Linked DNA regions of Sus scrofa: region 1 is linked to region 2. A link is a contact called in public HiChIP or PLAC-seq data. All regions are on one chromosome and are shown on one strand. Each heading gives the region's core, a stretch centred on a gene start, on an enhancer-like site or on the middle of the called end of the contact. The rest is flanking DNA. Distances are from core to core; before and after follow the strand shown. Region 1 holds the start of LOC100518330 (serotonin N-acetyltransferase). Region 2 holds the start of PRCD (progressive rod-cone degeneration protein).

Evidence for each region. HiChIP or PLAC-seq counts read pairs in DNA pulled down with a chosen protein or histone mark.
Region 1: a contact with region 2 is called in an H3K27ac HiChIP or PLAC-seq map of skeletal muscle. The contact joins the promoter of LOC100518330 here to the promoter of PRCD in region 2. A contact is called at or near these places in 11 of 47 Hi-C or Micro-C datasets (brain, embryonic fibroblasts, epiblast stem cells and 8 more) and 2 of 2 datasets of contacts at active chromatin or transcription factors (alveolar macrophages and skeletal muscle).

Annotation. Positions count from the first base shown.
Region 1 is chr12:5,045,462-5,049,584 of Sscrofa11.1, reverse strand. It overlaps LOC100518330 (serotonin N-acetyltransferase), which reads left to right and starts at 1,959. Exons shown (of 3, transcript XM_005656910.3): 1 at 1,959-4,123.
Region 2 is chr12:4,975,244-4,980,002 of Sscrofa11.1, reverse strand. It overlaps PRCD (progressive rod-cone degeneration protein), which reads left to right and starts at 3,309. Exons shown (of 5, transcript XM_013989871.2): 1 at 3,309-4,440; 2 at 4,743-4,759. The coding sequence starts at 4,367. It overlaps CYGB (cytoglobin), which reads right to left and starts at 2,758. Exons shown (of 4, transcript XM_021066574.1): 1 at 1,191-2,758. The coding sequence starts at 1,333.

The DNA.
Region 1 (4,123 bases), core at 710-3,209, 71 kb before region 2:
GGACCCTCCATATGCTGCAGGCGGGGCCATTAAAACACACACACACACACAAAACAAAAAACAGTGCTTACCTGAGAGGGCTGTGGCCAATTTGACTGACATGATGAATAGAAGGTGTTTTGCACCTGCCCGTGCCAGGTACAAGCCTGATCAACATTAGCTGCTGCCATTCCTTCACCTCCGTCTCTTCCCTAAACATTCCTGTCGTTTCCTCGCCACCTCGTTCCCAGGAGAGTGAAAATGTAAGCATGATCATCTGACCGCTGAGCTTTTTCCCGTGGCTTTCCACGGGACACGAGACGGAGGCAGGGAGAGGCCTTCACAAACCCATTCCTTCCACCCACCTCCAACCTACCTACCACTTCTGCACCCAGTGCCCGGAGCTGCTCACTCCAGGATCCCGACTTTTTGGTGCCTTTGTGCCTTTGCTTCCCTGTCTGCTTGGAATTTTTTTTTCCCTCTGCTTCAACCCAAGATTTTACCTAAAGAACCCCTTTTCATCTTAGAATACCCAAGGGGGCGCTTCTTATCCATGAGGAAGCCCCGTTTCTCCCACTTATTCCCCACTTCCCTGGTCAGACCCGTCTGATTAATTTATTTCCCTCTATTCCAACCATTTGTTTGCATGCCTTTCTCTCCTATGGGACCAAATCTTCTTTGCACGTTGGTACCAACGTCCAGCACAGGTCTGACCCACGGTAGGTGCACAAAAGATGTCTGTGGAATGACTGAATGAGAGCTAACCTCTCTCAAAGGTCCCAGATGTGCCAACAGTCCCTGGGACTCCTCTGTCCCTCCTCAAGTCCCAGCTCTCCATTTGTCCTAGACACACCCCACCCCCACAGGCACACTCCCAGCACACACACACCCACTCTCGCCCTGCTCCTCTGCGCTTGCACACTCACGCACATGTGCTCTCCTCCTCCCCCACTATGAGCCTTCGGTTTCTAGATCTGGGCTGCCCACTGCAGTGCCCCCCAAAAACATGTGACTTTTGAGCACTTGAAATGTGGCTTGTCTGAACTGCCATGGGCTATAAGTGTAAAAACACACTGGGAGTTCCCGTCGTGGCTCAGCAGGTTAGGAACCCAACACAGTGTCTGTGAGGTTGTGGGTTCAGTCTCCGGCCTCGCTTGGTGTATTAAGGGTCCAGCATCGCTACAACCTGTGGCATCGGTCACAGATGCAGCTCAGATCACAGTCGATGTGGCTGTGGTGTAGCCGGCAGCTGCAGCTCCGATTTGACCCCTAGCCTGGGAACTTCTGTAGGCCTCAAGTGTGGTCCTAAAAAGACAACAACAATGACAACAAAAAGGAGTTCCCATTGCGGCTCAGTGGGTTAAGAACCTGACACAGTGTCCATAGGGATTCAGATTCCATCTCTAGCCTCGATCAGTGGGTTAAGGATCCAGTGTTGCTGAAAGCAGCGACATAGGTCACAGATGTGGCTTAGATCCCATGTTGCTGTGGCTGTGATATAGGCCAGCAGCTGCAGCTCTGTTTCAACTCCTATCCTGGAACTTCCATATGCCACAGGTGCGGTCCTAAAATTAAAAAAAAAAAAAAAAAAAAAAAAGCACTGGTTTGGGAGACTCAGTGGAAGGGGAGAAAAAAACCAGAATATAAAATATCTCTTGGACTTCCCATGTGGCTCACAACATAACTACTCGGTGTTGCTTCTACAGAATATAAAATATCTCCAGGAGTTCCTGTCGTGGTTCAGCAGAAACCAATGTGACTAGGAACCATGAAGTTGCGGGTTCAATCCCTGGCCTTGCTCAGTGGGTTAAGGATCTGGCGTTGTGAGCTGTGGTGCAGGTTGCAGATGTGGCTTGGATCCTGCGAAGGCCAGCAGCTACAGCTCCGATTCGACCCCTAGCCTGGGAAGCTCCATGTGCTGCAGGTGGAGCTCTACAAAGGCAAAATAAATAAATAAATAAATACAATATCTCCAATAATTTTTATATTGATGACTTGTTGAAATGAAAATACTTTCTATATATTGGGTTAAATACAATATTATTTTAAAGTCAAGTTCACCTGTTTCCTTTGGCTTTTTTTTTTCTTGTGGCTACTAGAAAACTGAAAATCACAAATGGGGGGTGGTCCCAGGATCTTTCTGCTGGACGATGGGGCTCCAGATGCTCAGGAAGCCATAGGTGCCTTCTTTCTCCAGGAGGTGGCGGTCTCTCCCCATTTTTGACACCTCCATTCTAGAAAGGTCTGGAAAGTTCCTGGGGAAATGGCCTGTGTAACAAAGCAGGTATTGAACCCTAAACGGGACAGGGCCACAGTCAGCCCTGCAGTGATGTCAGCCTATCCACGCAAAGGAGGCGTCAAAAGAAACCCACAGGAAGTCAAGGAGCTAAGTGCCACCTTCCTCAACAGAAGAATCAACACCTAGTTGATAGATTCTTGCTCTAGGTACCGAGTGCGTTACCACGTGTTCAGTGAAATCGCTGTTTTCCAGGCATTTCTAGGCCTTTGAAGGAGATGGGCATGCAGTGGACACACTGTGGTGCCCAGGCCAAGTCCACCTTTAGGTCCAGGGAACACGTCCCACCTGCTGAGGCTCACAGCTGCAGTTCCTCCCCAGAGATGGTTCTTGGCTGAAAGAAGATGCCTCGTCCAGCCAATGACTGTCCCTACGGAGCAACAAAGTGTGGCCCTCTGGCCTCAGGCCGTGGTCCCAGGGAACAGACTATAATGGAGTCTGTCCCTGATCCTGGCCTGCTAAGGAGGACCTCCCTCGCCAGTGGTGGGTAGAATATTCTGGCCCCTGGCATGCTGCAGGGGTACAATCATTACAACGTTCACGGACAGGGAACTGGGATGGGATAGCAGCGAAAGGAAAGGCAGCAGTGTGAGAAAAATCTCAGGTGTTTCAGGAGCATGTCAGTATAAGAACTGTAGGTGCACCTGGCCACTCCTGGGGACAGGCACCCTGGGCACAGACAGCAAAAGCCTGGGCTTGGGGTAAAATCCAGAGTGTTTCCTTGGCAGCAGGTAAAGAAGCTCACATCCTGAAGTTGGGGGCGGTGAGAGAAGGAGCGGGCCAGGCTTGGGACGGAACCAAAGTAACAGAGCCCCAGGGGAGGGGAATTCGCAACCTTAGGGAGTCAGGCAAGCCGAGGGGCTTCCTGGTTGGGAAGAAGAGGGATCCGAGACAGGTGCGGGTATCTGGCTGCTGTGACTGCGCCCCTCCTGATAGGGTGGCTCCAGACAGCTTGGAGGAAGGGATCCCGATGTCCCATCCGGTGCATCTGTTGAGACCCCCTAGGTTCTCACGCGGGAATTGCGCTCCGCTGGAGGAAGCTGCCTCAGCAGGACGGATGCAGGGCCACGAGGCCTGCCCCCTGCCCCCTGCCTCCATCCAGGCGTCTCTGAGGGGCTTTTGGCTCCTTCTGCTGTGAGCCGAGGCCTCTGTAGCAACGGCGTCATCACAGCCCAACTTCTCCCTCTGCCGAGCCCTGCTTCCCCTGCTCCCCGCCATGGAGGCGGGGGTGGGGAGGTGTGGGGGGGTGAGACTCCCGCACTTAATTCTCCAGCTGAGTCTCTGTCCCCAGGGAACCTGCTAGTGACAGATTAAGGTTGCTAAGGTAAATACGATTAGGCAAGATGTGCTCGGTGCCAGGTGTGTGGGGCACATGTTCAGAGCAGGGGAGGGGCGAAGAGAAGGATGCCCCCCAAACCCGCGGAAAAATGCAAATAGATGCTCAAGCACCTGAACGGAGGGCTGCCTTCCCTGCCTGTCGGAGCCTTTCGGCTGCTCTGCCTGGAAAGTTGGGGTCTTGGAGGCATCATCAGCACTGGGGACCCCCTGACCCCCAGGGCCTGCCACTTCATCTCCTGCAGTGGGAACCGGGCAGGATGGAGGTGGGAATGGGGAGCAGGTGGGGCTCCAAGTGGGAAGTTCCTGGAAGCCCCACCCCACACCCCGCCTTCTAGATGCATCTGAGCTACCCCAGACTCTGCACTGGAGGTGGGGTCAGGTGGGATGAGGTTGGGGGGCGGGGAAAGATGTCTCCAGGCCCCCAGACCCTCCAGTGGCTCATTATACCTTTGACCACCACCCTCTACCCTGCTGTCACTCTGTTTTGTCACTATGAATTTGTTCCTTTTT
Region 2 (4,759 bases), core at 2,060-4,559:
AGAGTGCGTCTTGCTCTTTTTCCTCCTGAATCTGCTTCTAAGTTGGAATCAGGGCACACCAACATGAAGCTGGGTAAGTCCCAGGCTTGGGGGAGGCAGGCGGGAGAGTGTGGGAGAGAAAGAGGAGCCAGAAAGGGGGCCAAGCCTGGGAGACAGGCGTGAACGTCAACGGTCCCTTCCACGAGAGAGGTCTCACCCCATCGCAACGAGATGCCTCGATCTGTCCCAGATTTGACAGCTTCCCTCTGCCAAGGACAGAGGGTTGAGGGCGAGCGTGGTCTGGGGCCTCCCTGCCTGCACTTCCAGGGATCAGCACGTGTGGGAAGCCAGCATGGATCTGCCGCTGCTGTACCAGTTACGGGCTGGTGCGGCTCGGGGACATTAACTGTATAGGAATGGTGTGTATATGCCCCGGCGTGTGGGTGTGTGATTAAGAGTTCCTCTGCATTCCTCTGGGGCATGAGGGGCCTGAACGACCCCTTTCCTCCCCAGATGGGGGTTTCGGGGTGGGGCCCTGTCTCCTGCAGCCTCTCCCTTCCCTAAACTCAGCAGGAACAGTAGGCTTCTGCATTCACCTGCGCCTCACCTGGGAGCTCCCTGCTGGCCGGGTCCGGGGAGCAGGAAGGGGCCAGCTGGGAAAAGTACACCTCTGGGGTCTGCCCCCTCCGCCCTCTATTCTTTTGCCCTTTGCTCTGTTCTTCCAAGAGTCTTTGGATGCAGAAGGGGGCTGAGCTGGAGAAAGGGTTTGCTCCTCTTTGTCCTTCTTGGTGGAGCCTCAGTGTTCCTGTCTCTAGAATGGGGAGCCCCCAACACCCCCATTGGAGAGGCTGGTAAATGTGTGTCCACCTCGGCTCGGTTGGGGGGCTGGGGTCACTGGTGAGGAAGGCACGGCTGGCCGGCAGAGCCGGAGTTGTGAGGTCGCAAGAGGAGACGCATGGAGGTGCCCTCCTTCTGGCTCTGGTCCCTAGTTCCTGCGGAGCCCCTCACCCAGAGCTAGGAAAGCCTCGGCCGGGGCTTCGCCCACCCCAAGGCGCCCCACGCCGCTGCCCGCACTCCGACTGGCCGACCGGCCGGGCCCCAATCGCAGCAGGGGAGGTGGCGCCGCAGCTCGGACCCGAGCCGAGCCCGCCTCTGCCCGAGCCGCTGCCGCCGTCCGTCCTCGGGCCCGGCCGAGCCGGGGTGACACCTACCTCACCAGGATGGCCACCCCCACGTCCTCGCAGTTGGCATAGAGCCGGGCCCACGTCGCCTGCACCGCCTTCCTCTCCGCCTCGGACAGCTCCTCGCTCCGCTCCCTGCGCTCAATCTCCATCTCGCCCGGCACTTTCTCCATGAGCAGCTCCAAGCCCAGCCCGGCTTCGCTCGGCGGCGGCGGGGCGCGGGGCGCGGAGCGCGGAGCGCGGGGAGCCGGGGCCGGCTGCGTGCGCGGCGGGCGGGCGGGCGAGTGGCAGAGCGCGCCGGAGGGAGGGAGCGTGTCTGTGCGCGCCGGCTCTGTGTGTGTGTGTGTGTGTGTGTGTGTGTGTGTGTGTGTGTCTGTGTGTGTGTGTCTGTGCAGGGTATATGTGCAGGGGGCGGGGGACCGCGAGCGGGGGGCGGGGATGTGGTCTGCTGGAAAAATGCGAAAAAAAATAAATCCGCTCCAACCCCTCCAGCCCGCGTCCGCGAGCCAGTTCCGGCAAGGTGAAGGCTGGGCGGGGTGGGGGCGACGCGGCGGGCACCCGCCCGCCCTCCTCGCCACCGCGGAGTTGGACCGCCGGGTGGGGCTGGGGCGTGGGCGTGGCGAGGGGGCCGGGGGTCTCGGCAGGAGGGGGCGGTCACGCGGCGCAGGGCCGCGCTGGCCACGCAGGAGTGCGCCGCGGCGGGTGCGGGTCTGGGGGCCCCGGTCCCCGCTCCCCAGACGGGCGGTGTCGGGGCGTGTGCGTGTGAGCACCCTTCCCGCGGCGGGGAACTGACTCGAAGTCAAACACTGCCAGGCATTTGCGGCGTGGCCGCCCGCCCGCCCGCCCGCGACCCGAGCTGAGCTCCCCCTCGCTCCCGGCCTCTCCCGGGCCAGCCGCTGGGGTCCGCGGCGCTCTCGCCCGGGCTCCGGACCCCAGACTCCGGAGGGGTTAGAGGAAGAACCCTAGAGGAAAACACCGCCGCGGGGATGAGGAGGGGGCGGCTGTCAAACTTGATCACCAGAGGCCTGCGCCCCCCCTTTCCTTCCCGCCAGCGCTCCTTCCCCTCGGAGCAGCACGTGGCCTCAGAAAGAAGGCCCCGGGTGGCTTGTAAATGACACAGGCAGGCCCAAAGCAGGGGGCGAGTGGCCCCTAATACCAGCCCAGGCGGAGCAAAGTCCCAGGCACCCCAAACCTGGGTTGGGGGGGAGCGGTGTGAAGAAGTCTCGGGAGGCCCAGGCCGCTGGAGACATCGTAGCCAGCAAGGCCCCGATTAGGGAAGGGTTCTGTGGATGGAATCCCGTGTCCACCACAGAATTGCTCTTCTCCGGGAGGTGGGACCACCATTAGACTAGAGGTGGGGACTGCGTCTCTGAGAGCCACCCAGTCCCCACCCTGCAAGCAGCTGCTCAGTCCCGGTATGGCCGGGTCCCACCTCTGAGTCCCAGTTGAAGCCTGAGGCCCACAGCGGCGGCTGCAAGCGGCTGAAACACGTGACCACGCATGCGGGGTGTGTCCAGTTCTCCCCAAGGCTCCCTGGTGATCCTGCCCTTTCCAGCTCTGTGTCCACTGCTCCAGTAGTGCAAGAGGTGGTGGCTCCTCTTTGGCTCTGCTTTATGTGCCTATTTTAAAAAACCTATTTCAGGAGTTTTCTTGTGGCGCTGTGGGTTAAGGATCTGGTGTGGTCATTGCAGCAGCTTGGGGTGCTGCTGTGGCACAGGTTTGATCCCTGGCCCTCGAACTCCCCTATGCCACAAGCGTGACGAGAAAAAATACCCTATGTCAGAACAGAGAGCCCTGGCACAGCCCCAGCTCGGGCCTCGCTGGAGCCCAGCGTTCAGGTCCTTTACTGGAACCCAGGGCAAGAGGCCTCTTGTGGCTCAGAGCTCAGCTGAGAGAGGGAAAATCCAGTGCCCCCTTCTGGGGTCTTAGAGAGGGATTGAGGAGGGTTGGTGGGCTCAGCTTCTTTCACTAGTCTCAGACCCATGTCCTGGCTTTTTTTTTTTTTTTGCTTTTTTGGACCACACTCTTGGCACATGGAAGTTCCCAGGCTAGGGTACAGTTGCTGGCCTACAGCACAGCCACAGCAATGCAGGATCTGAGCCGTGTCTGTGACCTACACCACCGCTCACGGCAACGCCAGATCCTTAACCCACGAGCAAGGCCAGGGATGGAACCCACAATCTAGTGGTTCCTAGTTGGATTCATTTCCATTGCACCACAATGGGAACTCCGCCACGTCCTGGCTTTTGATCTGTGCTCTGCACGTCACCTGGACCAGGACACTGTGCTGGGTCCCCCCACTCAACTCCTCTGACGGGCTCAGAGCCAGCACCATGGCCTTCCAAACAGCTCCCTGAGAGGTTCCACCCAGAAGTGGACAGGAAGTAGGAGAAATCTTATTTCTGCTTGCTTTTATCTCATCCTTTACAAGTTCTATGGGTGTCGCTGGTAGAGGACTGTGTCTGCACGGTAACAGAGCATATAATTTATAAGTGGATGTGTGTATCTATTACACTTACATTCTGCCCTTTGCTGAAGAGGACGTGTAATCAGAAGTGTGTGGAAAAGATTGTCCTGGGGTCAGGAGTGAACCACTTAGCCAGCCCTTCACTCCCTGGCCTCTCCTGTCTTCCTGGCTTCATCATCTATATTCTCCTCCCCCCCCCATGACGTCATTGCCCCACCAATACTCAACTTCCAGTTGCTGCAACATGCCAGGCGCTTTCATGCCTACAGCCCCGGCAGAGTCTTCTGTCCGCGGGCCCATCCTTCCTTGAGCCCCTGCAAACTCAGAACAACCCGGCTTCTCTCTGAAGCTTCCCCTGATGCTCACGACTCCCAGAGTGCTCTGTAGGCGCCTTAACCGCCTAGATCTCCCAGTTGTGCTCATCGGTTTAACTTGCCAGGGCGTTTGTCTAGACCGCAAGCCCCTTGAGGGCCAAGCCCAGGGCTTAGTCATATCCCCACCCAGAGCAGACTGAGGTCAAGATACCCTGCCGCTGCCCACTGCCGGGGGAAAACCTGGGCCCAGTGAGGTTAATCGGTCTTCACAAGGTCGGGTCTGCTGACCCTGCTAATCAGCTTGAGCCTCCTAATCCATCGCCAGCAGGAACCTCGGGACAAAGGCAGTGGCTCGTGAGAGCTGGCAGGGGCCATCTTGGCCTTCTTCTGCGCCTGGGTCTCAGAGGGGATGGGGCAGCTGAGCCATGTGCACCACCCTCTTCCTGCTCAGCACCTTGGCCATGCTCTGGCGCCGCCGATTCGCCAACCGGGTCCAACCGTGAGAACCTGGCTGGGCCGTGGGCTGGGGCGGGGGAGAAACCGCTGGGCTGGGTTATAGCCGAGCTGCGGACTGCAGGGGTCAGGGGCTGCATGGACTCCCGGGAGGCTGGGAGTACAAGGGGCACCCCCGAGAGTCTCCCCTTCCAAGGAGGGGGCGCTTGGAGCTCTTCAAAGACACGGGGCACAACCTCTGGTCCCACAGCCCAACGTGGCTTAGGCTTAGGTCTCGCAGAGAAGCAGGAGAGGGGGCGGGGGTCCGGGCGCTGCCCACAGCCCTGCCTGCCTCTTTCCCTCCCGCAGAGAGTCCAGTGGAGTAG